Regions from separate parts of the Sus scrofa genome. Here region 2 is linked to region 1. The links are chromatin contacts, called in public Hi-C maps. All regions are on one chromosome and are shown on one strand. Each heading gives the region's core, a stretch centred on a gene start, on an enhancer-like site or on the middle of the called end of the contact. The rest is flanking DNA. Distances are from core to core; before and after follow the strand shown.

Region 1 (4,227 bases), core at 1,230-3,729:
GGAGCCCTCAAGGGTCAAAACCCTAGCCAGGATAGGGCCATGGATAAGTCTTCCCCCCAGAGTGTGGTTCTGCCACTCTCTAGCTGTGTGACTCAGACAAGTCACTTACTCTCCTCGAGCCTCAGTTTCCCTCTCTGAGTGTGGGAACAATAATACCCAACCTCCCCAAGCTGTTCAGAGAATTAAACAAGAGATTAATCCTTGCATGCAACAACCTTAGCACAACTTCTGACATACACTGTGTGTCCCAAAATGTTGATGCTGCAGGCGCTATCACCACACACATGCGAGTTCACACAAGTCTTTTAAACTTTAAGGCTACATTTTTGCCTACCTCCCTTTATACAAGGCAGCCTAATTGATGCACTAGTTCAAACAGTTGGGAGCCGTTTTCCCACAGTTGCTGCCATGCCACTTGGTACGTACAGAGGGAACCGAACCTTTTGGTGACTGACGTTGGCCTGGCTAGAAACCACTGTATTAATTCAACCAAGGTTCCTTGAGTTCCTCTCAGGGCCTAGGCTCTGTGCTGGGCACTCAGGGAGCTCTGGGCTGCCAATACAAACCCCAGTGGGTGTGCATGTGGAGGGAGGGGCTTGACAGCTGTAGAGCTGAGCCTCAGAGGCTGGGTGCCAGGGTGTTCCAGGCACAGGGGACAGTGTGTGCAAAGGCACGGAGGCGTGAAAGAGCATGGCATGTTCCAGGAAAGAGAAAAGCTAGAGACTGGGGCTACGAGAATGAATCACTGGGAGAAAGAAAAAGGCAGAAGTGAGGCTGAGAAGGGCAGAGCCCCATCACCAAGGGCCCCTAAGCCAGGCAACACTGGTGGATTTGTTCTGTGCGTAGAGAGAGGTCTGGCAATGCTGGACGAGGGCAGGATGAACTCACACTGCTTGTGGCGGGGATCACGGGCTGGGACATGGAGAATGAGGGAAGGGGCTACATGCAGGCTTGGTCCCTGCAGGCAACCCTGCAGGCAAGAAATGAGGAGGCCTAAAGGGAGATGATGGCAGGGAAGGCAGGGAGCAAGTGATAGAATTTGTTCCAGAGTGACAGAATTGCATTGTTTCCTCTCTCCCGCCCAGCAAGTAAAAGAGGGCCTGTCTCACTTTATAACTGTTCTTATATCCCCGCGCTGCGAACCCAAGTAGGGACCCAATTTCTCCTGCCCCAGCCCCCGAAGCCTTGGGTAAGGGTTGAGTGTTGTCTGATCTCTGAATGGGGCATATTTGACCTTCTGATTGGGCTTGTGCAGGGTACCTCTATTTGCATGGGGAACAGGTTATATAGAGGTGGGCTGAGGAATGGGCGACATTCCTTTCCTCCCAGGGAGGGAGCAAACCAGGCTGCTCAAGGTGGGGGAGGGGGCATCGCAATAAGACTTGTCCAGAGGCTTTCGGGCTTAATCTCGAGGGGACTTGAAGCCTGTAACACAAGGACTGGAAATGGGCCAAAGAGCTAGGAGTGACTAGCTCTAGACAGGACAGGTTGAGGGTGAGGAAGGGGCCAAGGACAGAGCTCTTCCCAAATGATCAAAGGGGCCCAGGCTTGCAAAGCATGGGAGCTGGAGCAGGGAGGGCAGGGCTGGTCCCTGGGACAGGTCTCTGGCCCCTGCCTTCCCTTCACTGCTTTCAGTCTCCTCTCTGTCTTTCTCTCTTTACCTGCCACCAATAGGAAACCAAATACTTTTTAATTTTTTAATATATTTCCTTTTTTTTTTTTTTGTCTTTTTGCCATTTCTGGGGCCGCTTCCACGGCATATGGAGGTTGCCAGGCTAGGGGTCGAATCGGAGCTGTAGCCGCTAGCCTACGCCAGAGCCACAGCAACGGGGGATCCAAGGCGTGTCTGCGACCTATACCACAGCTCATGGCAACGCTGGATCCTTAACCCACTGAGCAAGGCCAGGGATCGAACTGTCAACCTCATGGTTCCTAGTCAGATTCGTTAACCACTGAGCCATGACAGGAACTCCCTATTCCTTGTTTTTAATCTAAAAAATTAAGTGGAATATTTTCTATTTCTCCCTCAAATAGAAAAGCAAAAATAATTAGTGTGCATGAATCTTGATGTGTTTTTTAAAAAAAAAAAGCAGGCAGCTTTTTACCTGTGGGATCTGCAGACCTTCCCTCAAAGCCAGAGGGCACATTCTTCAAACCCAGGATGATGACATTTTGATAAAGTTTTTTTTTTTTTAATGATTTCATTTTGCAAGACAAACGGCTAATAAAATAGAATATATTTTTTTTGGTAACCACCCATACACCAATCAATCTGTCACTCGGAAAACTGTTTCCTGGGAGGTGTGAAATGAGGCCACTCTGTGGGAACAGAGAGCCCCCGAGAAGGCTTCCTCTCACCCAGATGACACTAATCACCCCAAATCTACTGGATTCTGAGCACAAGAAAAACACAGTTAATTAGTTGCTCAATCAATACTGACTTTTGGAAGCCGAGCAGGAGGCCACTGTTCCAGTGTTTACATGCAGCCACCCACACATCATGTGAGCGTGTATCTCACCTATGTTTCTTTGCAATTCCACCCTGTTGGGAACAAAACTAAAAAGTGATTCCCACCCTGGGGGCCTGCAGAGTAAGCTACACCTTGGGCGTTCTGCGCTGCCACCATTCAAGTAAGAACTTAAAGGGTCTAAACAAACAAACAAAAACTTAAAGGGTTGTTTCAACACCACCAACAAAAATTTTAAAGGACAGGTTTCAGCCATAAAACACATCCCCTCTGTGCCCACTTGAAGTCACCATGAGAACCAAGAGGCCCTCCCCTCACTCACCCAGTCTTACCATCTCTGCTTGGCTGCTTTGTGTTTTTTCTACCTTCATTTTCCCTTAGCCCTAATTCTCTCACTACTTTTAAAAAAAGTCTATTACAGTGCACATAGAACACAGTTTAAGTCGCCTTGAATCTCTTCTAGATCAAGATGAAATAAATCTTAATTCATCAGAACCTCCCTCAAAGCAGCCCTAACTGCAGAATTCTCCTGCATAAAACTTAGAAGGGAAGCTGCCACCTTAGTGAGCACACAGTAGGCCCTTGAAAAAGTCAATTAATTTGTTTTTTTAGATGATGAAATCTGCAAAACCTCAGGAACAAGTAAGGTGAACTGAGTAATAACTACTTTGAAAGAAATAAATGACTAGCAGGCCCAGTTCAGAACCACCACCACCAAAAGACAGCTGTAATTCCATGACTATAAAAGAACTGAAAAACATCTGAATCTAGTAGTTTGCATAACTGAAACAATAGAATAAATGAATCAGTGATGCTGAGGATAAAATAAAAACATCCAACCAGAAATGGAGACACAGAAAACAAACAGAGGCTCAAATAACTGACTGGGAAAATGGGGAACAGTGTCACAGCCCTGAAACTGGAGGGAGGTATATGATGAAGAAAACATCTAGGAAAAAAATAACACAAGAAAAGTTTCCAGAGATGAAAAACAACTCGGCATAGAACTAAAGTACACAAACTGTGCCTTTCAAGTTTGACTCTCAGGGAAAGAAGTAAACATTTTCTAGTTAAATTTTTGAATGATAAATTATCTGGCAAGATGAAGTGAAGGAAGATAGGTTCTTTTGAAATTGGAATGACAAGAATGACAAGAGAATTGACATCACGAGACTGAAGATAAACCCCAGGAAAAAATGTGCAATTCTAAACAGACATCAGTTTGCTCCTAAACAAGACTTGCTTTGTGTAAGCAGAAGAAAGCAAAGACATTTAAAAACTGGGGAGGAGTTCCCGCCGTGGCTCAGTGGTTAATGAACCTGACTAGTTCAATCCCTGGACACGGGTTAAATCCCTGGCCTTGCTCAGGGGTTAAGGATCCGTCATTGCTACGAGCTATGGTGCAGGTCACAAAGGAGGCTTGGATCTGGTGTTGCTGTGGCTTTGATGTAGGCTGACAGCTGTAGCTCAGATTTGACCCCTAGCTTGGAACCTCCATATACCATGGGTGCAGACCTAAAAAGACAAAAGACCAAAAAAAAAAAAAAAAAAAAAAAAATTGGGGAGGATTTGTTCACAATTACACTTTTTAAAAGCAAAGGAGAGTGTCTGATTTTTCATAAAATATAAAAGATAAAAGCTGACATAAAAGATACTGGAATTAGAATGGTCAACTGAAAAAAAAAAAAAAAAAAAGAAGCCAACTGACAGAATTTAGTCATTCATAATAATTCCCAAATCCTGTTCCAGCCCAGACCTC
Region 2 (4,266 bases), core at 441-2,940, 110 kb before region 1:
CCCTCCCCTGCTAAGTTTAAGCCCCTCTTTCCTTCTCCAGAGCATGAAAAGTCCAGATGTGGAATGCAAATGGTGCCCAGCTCCAGTGGTAATGAGGAAGAGCCAGACACACACACACACACACACACACACACACACACACACACACACACACAAAATACTTACTCATTCCCAACAAATACTTTACTCAACCCATGGCTGAAGTCCCACATCCAGGGGTGTCCCATGGAGTCTCAGATGCTGTCTGAAAAAGGGGGCTGTCATCAGATAAGCATGGGAGGCGCTGTACACGCTACCGCTGAGGCCCTTCGGAGAACACACCCTCTATTAATACATCTTCCCTCTCCTGTCGTCTCTCCTGCTGCTCCCTCTGCTCCACGCACATTTCCAGAAGAATATCAAGAAAACTATTTTCCCTGCATAATTACCCACCTCCTCTCCACCCACCTACACACATCTTTCCTGCTTTGAAGTGGCAGCTGCTCTGATTTCTTTAAGTGGACTTGCACTCTGCATTTACCAGTCAGGTAGAGTTAAACTGAGGGAGCTCCAGCCAGTCTAAGGGCCAGGGACCTTGGCTCCAGCCCTCCCCTCACCAGACCTGCTTCCCCTGGGCTCCTCTGTCCACATTAAAGGCCCTTTCCCACTTCTCCTTGGCTGGGGGTGGGTGCAAGGCTGTTGCTGAATGGGTCAGCAACCAGCTGCCTGGTCCTCCTTCCCCTGAACATAGGAAGCCTCAGTTGACCTTGCAACCTGAACGGAAGTTCTTTAGTGAGATCAGCTAGCATGTCCTCAGCTGGAGGTTACATAAAATCCAACCCAAACTAATGAGAACAGTAAAGAGAGTGGGTTGGCTAATGTAACCTCAGAGTCCAGAGGTAGCTGAGGCTCCAGCTGAGGTTCGGGCAGGGCACTGGTTCCACCACCCTGGAATTCTCTCAGGCCTGCCAGACTCTGGCCATGGACTTCATCCCCAGCCCAGCCATACGCCAGGCTGCAAATGGGTCAAAGTTGCTTCAAACCCATGTCTGTGCTCTGACCATCCGGAAGAGTCAGTAAGTCTTTTTTCAGATGATCAAGAAAACCTGTCTCAGGGGATCTTCAAAAGTCCCCTGGTCTGGTTGACCCAGCTTGGGTGAGATCTACCCCTTGGCCATCTATGGCCTGGTAGATGGCGTGTGCTAACTGGCCTCACTAAATCGGGGCCCACCCCTGCAGGGGAGACGCTGCCTGGGAGAATGATGGGTATCCAAGTAAATGGATGGAAGAGGGCACCAAGAAAAGAGAGAATGTATGCCAGAGGCCCACAGTGGCCAATGCCCTCTTCTCTGGGTAACTTGTAATCAAGTCCCCGCACCTAATCTCTCTGAGGAGCAAAGATGAACCTCTTTTTCAGTGCACCTCAATAAAGAGCTTTTCTAGTAGGATCCTTGCCTGTCTTGTGTTCCCAGCACCCAGAACACACACTGGCTGGCCAACCACCGATATGTGTGGGAGGAAGGGATCAAAGGGAGGGAGAAGCAGGGAATCCAATTTCACATCTGCTCAGTACAGTTGGCTCTGGGGCTGTGGGTGAGTCGATGGACTGAGACAGCCCTCGGATCAATGGAGCCGGTTGGCTGGGGGCTTGGGGCCCAGAGTGACACCAGCGCTTCCCCACAGGCCTCCCTTCTGAGATGGACAGGAGGAGGGAGAGCTTTTATCGACAGAATGGTGTGTGCCTACTGTGTAAATACTCTACTCCCCAGGCTGCAGGGACAATTCAATGAAATTCTGGAAGCATCTGTGGAATATCTACTTGGGCCAGATCCAGGAATGGGCAGTGCAGGGCCCAGAGCAAGTGGACAAGGCACAGCTAGCTCCGTCCTGTAGGTGTACAGCCTGGTGGATACAGGTCCTGACAAGCCAGCACAAAATCAGTGGGAATTCCATCACCAGAGGTGGGAGGGGCCCTGTCAAGGCCCCCTCTGCTTCATCTCAGTCCTATCAGCAGCCAGGATGAGCCCCAGGAGCCCTCACATAGCTGCTGGGTGTTCTGGACACTCTCCACTTACAAACACGTGATTTGTGACAAATCAATCCATACCTGCCTGTTTTCACCTTAGTTGCTAAGGCATAAATGAAAGTGTATCTCCTCAACTTTCCTCATGAAGAAATTGGTACTTTGGACACAATGCGTCTGTTTCTTTGAGAGCTCTTCTTAGTAAGAGGAATACATTTATTTCTTCAGTAAAATAATCTATTGCTCAAAATTTTGAAAACTGACTTAATTTCTACGCCTAATTCCAGAGTGGATGTGTGTTTGATGTCAAGGGCCTGTAGACACCCCAGGTCAGGTGTTGGTGCAGCAAGAAGGGATCCTGTGGCCTCCCAAAGACAGCTTCCATTTCCCAAGAAAAAAAAAGAGGAATAAAATGAATAAGAGCCACATGGAACCATGTAAATTATGAGATGCAATAGGGATTTGATTACCAGCCTTCTCAGGCAGTGAGAATTGTGTCCGACATTTTCACTGAAACTACCTGGATGCCCTTCCCCGGGCTGACTCATGCAGTGACAGCCCCTGGAGCCCTTAGGTCTGGAAGTTGCTGGGTCACCTAAGAGAGACACTCTTGGGGTTGGGAATCCATGACCTTTGGTGGGAGACCATACTGGCCCCTCCCAAGCTATTCTGATTCAATCATCAGACTGAAATGTATTCATTCACCCTACAAATGTGTGGTGGGCACCTACCACGTTTCAAGTTCGGCTCTAGGTGCTGGGTCTGAAATGCTGGGCTGCTTAATTCTCAGGATGGTCACACTGAAAAGGGTCTCCATGTTTCCCCCCTTTGCTCAGCCCCTAAAAAGGAGGCCTGGCTAGGAAGAGGTGCCAATGAAATTTCCAATCCAGGCTTCTCCCTGAGTAGACATGTGGGCTTTTCTCATTGATATGTCAAGCAGGCAAGTGCATACCTAGTGCCTTCCACATTCAAGGCGGCCTTACCAGACACTGGGAGGCTATCCCTAAATAAATCGTATAGGCATTAGTGGAAAGAATCCCCAGTGACTCTCAAGTTCATCTCCCTTGTTTGATGGGTGAACAACTGAGGCCCAGGGAGACTGGAGGCTTGCCCAGGAAGCCATTAGAGCAGGATGGGGACAGAGTGGTAAACCCAACTCTAGACTCTTGATCTTGAGGTCAGCATTTCTATCAGATGGATTAATTAGGGGAAAGACCAATGGTATCCGCTGACAGTGATGAAAGCTGGGTGAACTCCCTGCACTGGGATACTGCTTTCTAGGCATTGTATTATTTACTAGGATAACCAACTGTCCTGGTTTGTCCACTACTGAGGGATTTCCCTGAAAGTGGGGCTTTTAGTGCAAAAACGGCAAAGTCCCAAATTGGACAAGTTAGTCATCCTACATTGAACCCTTTCAAAACCTTATGAAGGAACCACTATTGCCGCTTCCATTTTAAAGATCAGAAAACCAAGATTTAGAGAGGTGACACGACTTGCTAAAGGTTTCACAGCTAGTGAATAAAAGAAGCACAGTTGGGACCTAAGAAATTCAACTTCAGAGCCTGCCAGTTTAATCATAAATTAAAATAGGGACCCCTCCTAAAAAATGAGGAATCTTGCAAAATTTGGTTTGTCAGCATATGTATTGAGGAGATTTTTGTTTGGGGGGGGGGAGTCTGAGGCACTCATCAGACTTTTAAAGGGGCTCAGGACTCCATAGTGGATGAAGAGAAGGTCTGAGCTAACTTTCCTTTCGCTCTGAAGATAGAAAAGGATTAACCAGTAAGATCAGGTCTCGTGTGCAACTGCAAGAAAACAAAGAAGGTGGGGGCTGTGCAGTTCTAGAGCAGTCCAGAGGAGTTGTGAAATTGCCTTCCCTCGAAGTGTTAGCAAAGGTGAGAGTCCCCATTCAGCTGCCATGACTCAAGCTTGACCTCCACAAGGATCTGGGATGTGAGCCCTCAAGGGCCCAATTGAGGTAGGCAAGAAGCATCTCCAAGCTTTATCAGCTCAGCAAGGCTGCTTGCCACTTCCTCTCCTCCCTGCTTTGGTCAGCAACTAGCAGGGGGCTTTGGGATTCCACTGGGAAAGGCTTTTCCAGAATATACCATATAAGCTAATGTTGATGGCGTGGGTGTTTACAATTTGAAGTACTGTACTAAGTGCTGTATCTGAAAGAACTCAATTGTTTCTCATCACAGCCTTATGAGGTAGATACTATTATCATCCTCATTTTATAGGATAAATTGAGGTTTAAAGCT

The links. Hi-C and Micro-C count contacts between places; a contact is called where the count stands out from the background.
Region 2: a Hi-C map of liver shows a contact between it and region 1, with 4 times the contacts expected there. The contact joins two enhancer-like sites. A contact is called at or near these places in 1 of 5 promoter capture datasets (liver) and 3 of 47 Hi-C or Micro-C datasets (liver and skeletal muscle).

Annotation. Positions count from the first base shown.
Region 1 is chr6:28,971,828-28,976,054 of Sscrofa11.1, reverse strand. All of the region lies in intron 1 of SMPD3 (sphingomyelin phosphodiesterase 3), which reads left to right. Among named protein-coding and RNA genes, the nearest start is that of SMPD3, 51 kb to the left of the region's middle. Within about 2 kb of position 2,479, at least 2 of the 83 cell types and tissues checked have an H3K27ac peak or open chromatin away from gene starts, as enhancers often do. A contact at or near this core is called in liver, where this site is marked.
Region 2 is chr6:29,081,350-29,085,615 of Sscrofa11.1, reverse strand. No RefSeq gene overlaps it. Among named protein-coding and RNA genes, the nearest start is that of SMPD3, 58 kb to the right of the region's middle. Within about 2 kb of position 1,690, at least 3 of the 83 cell types and tissues checked have an H3K27ac peak or open chromatin away from gene starts, as enhancers often do. A contact at or near this core is called in liver, where this site is marked.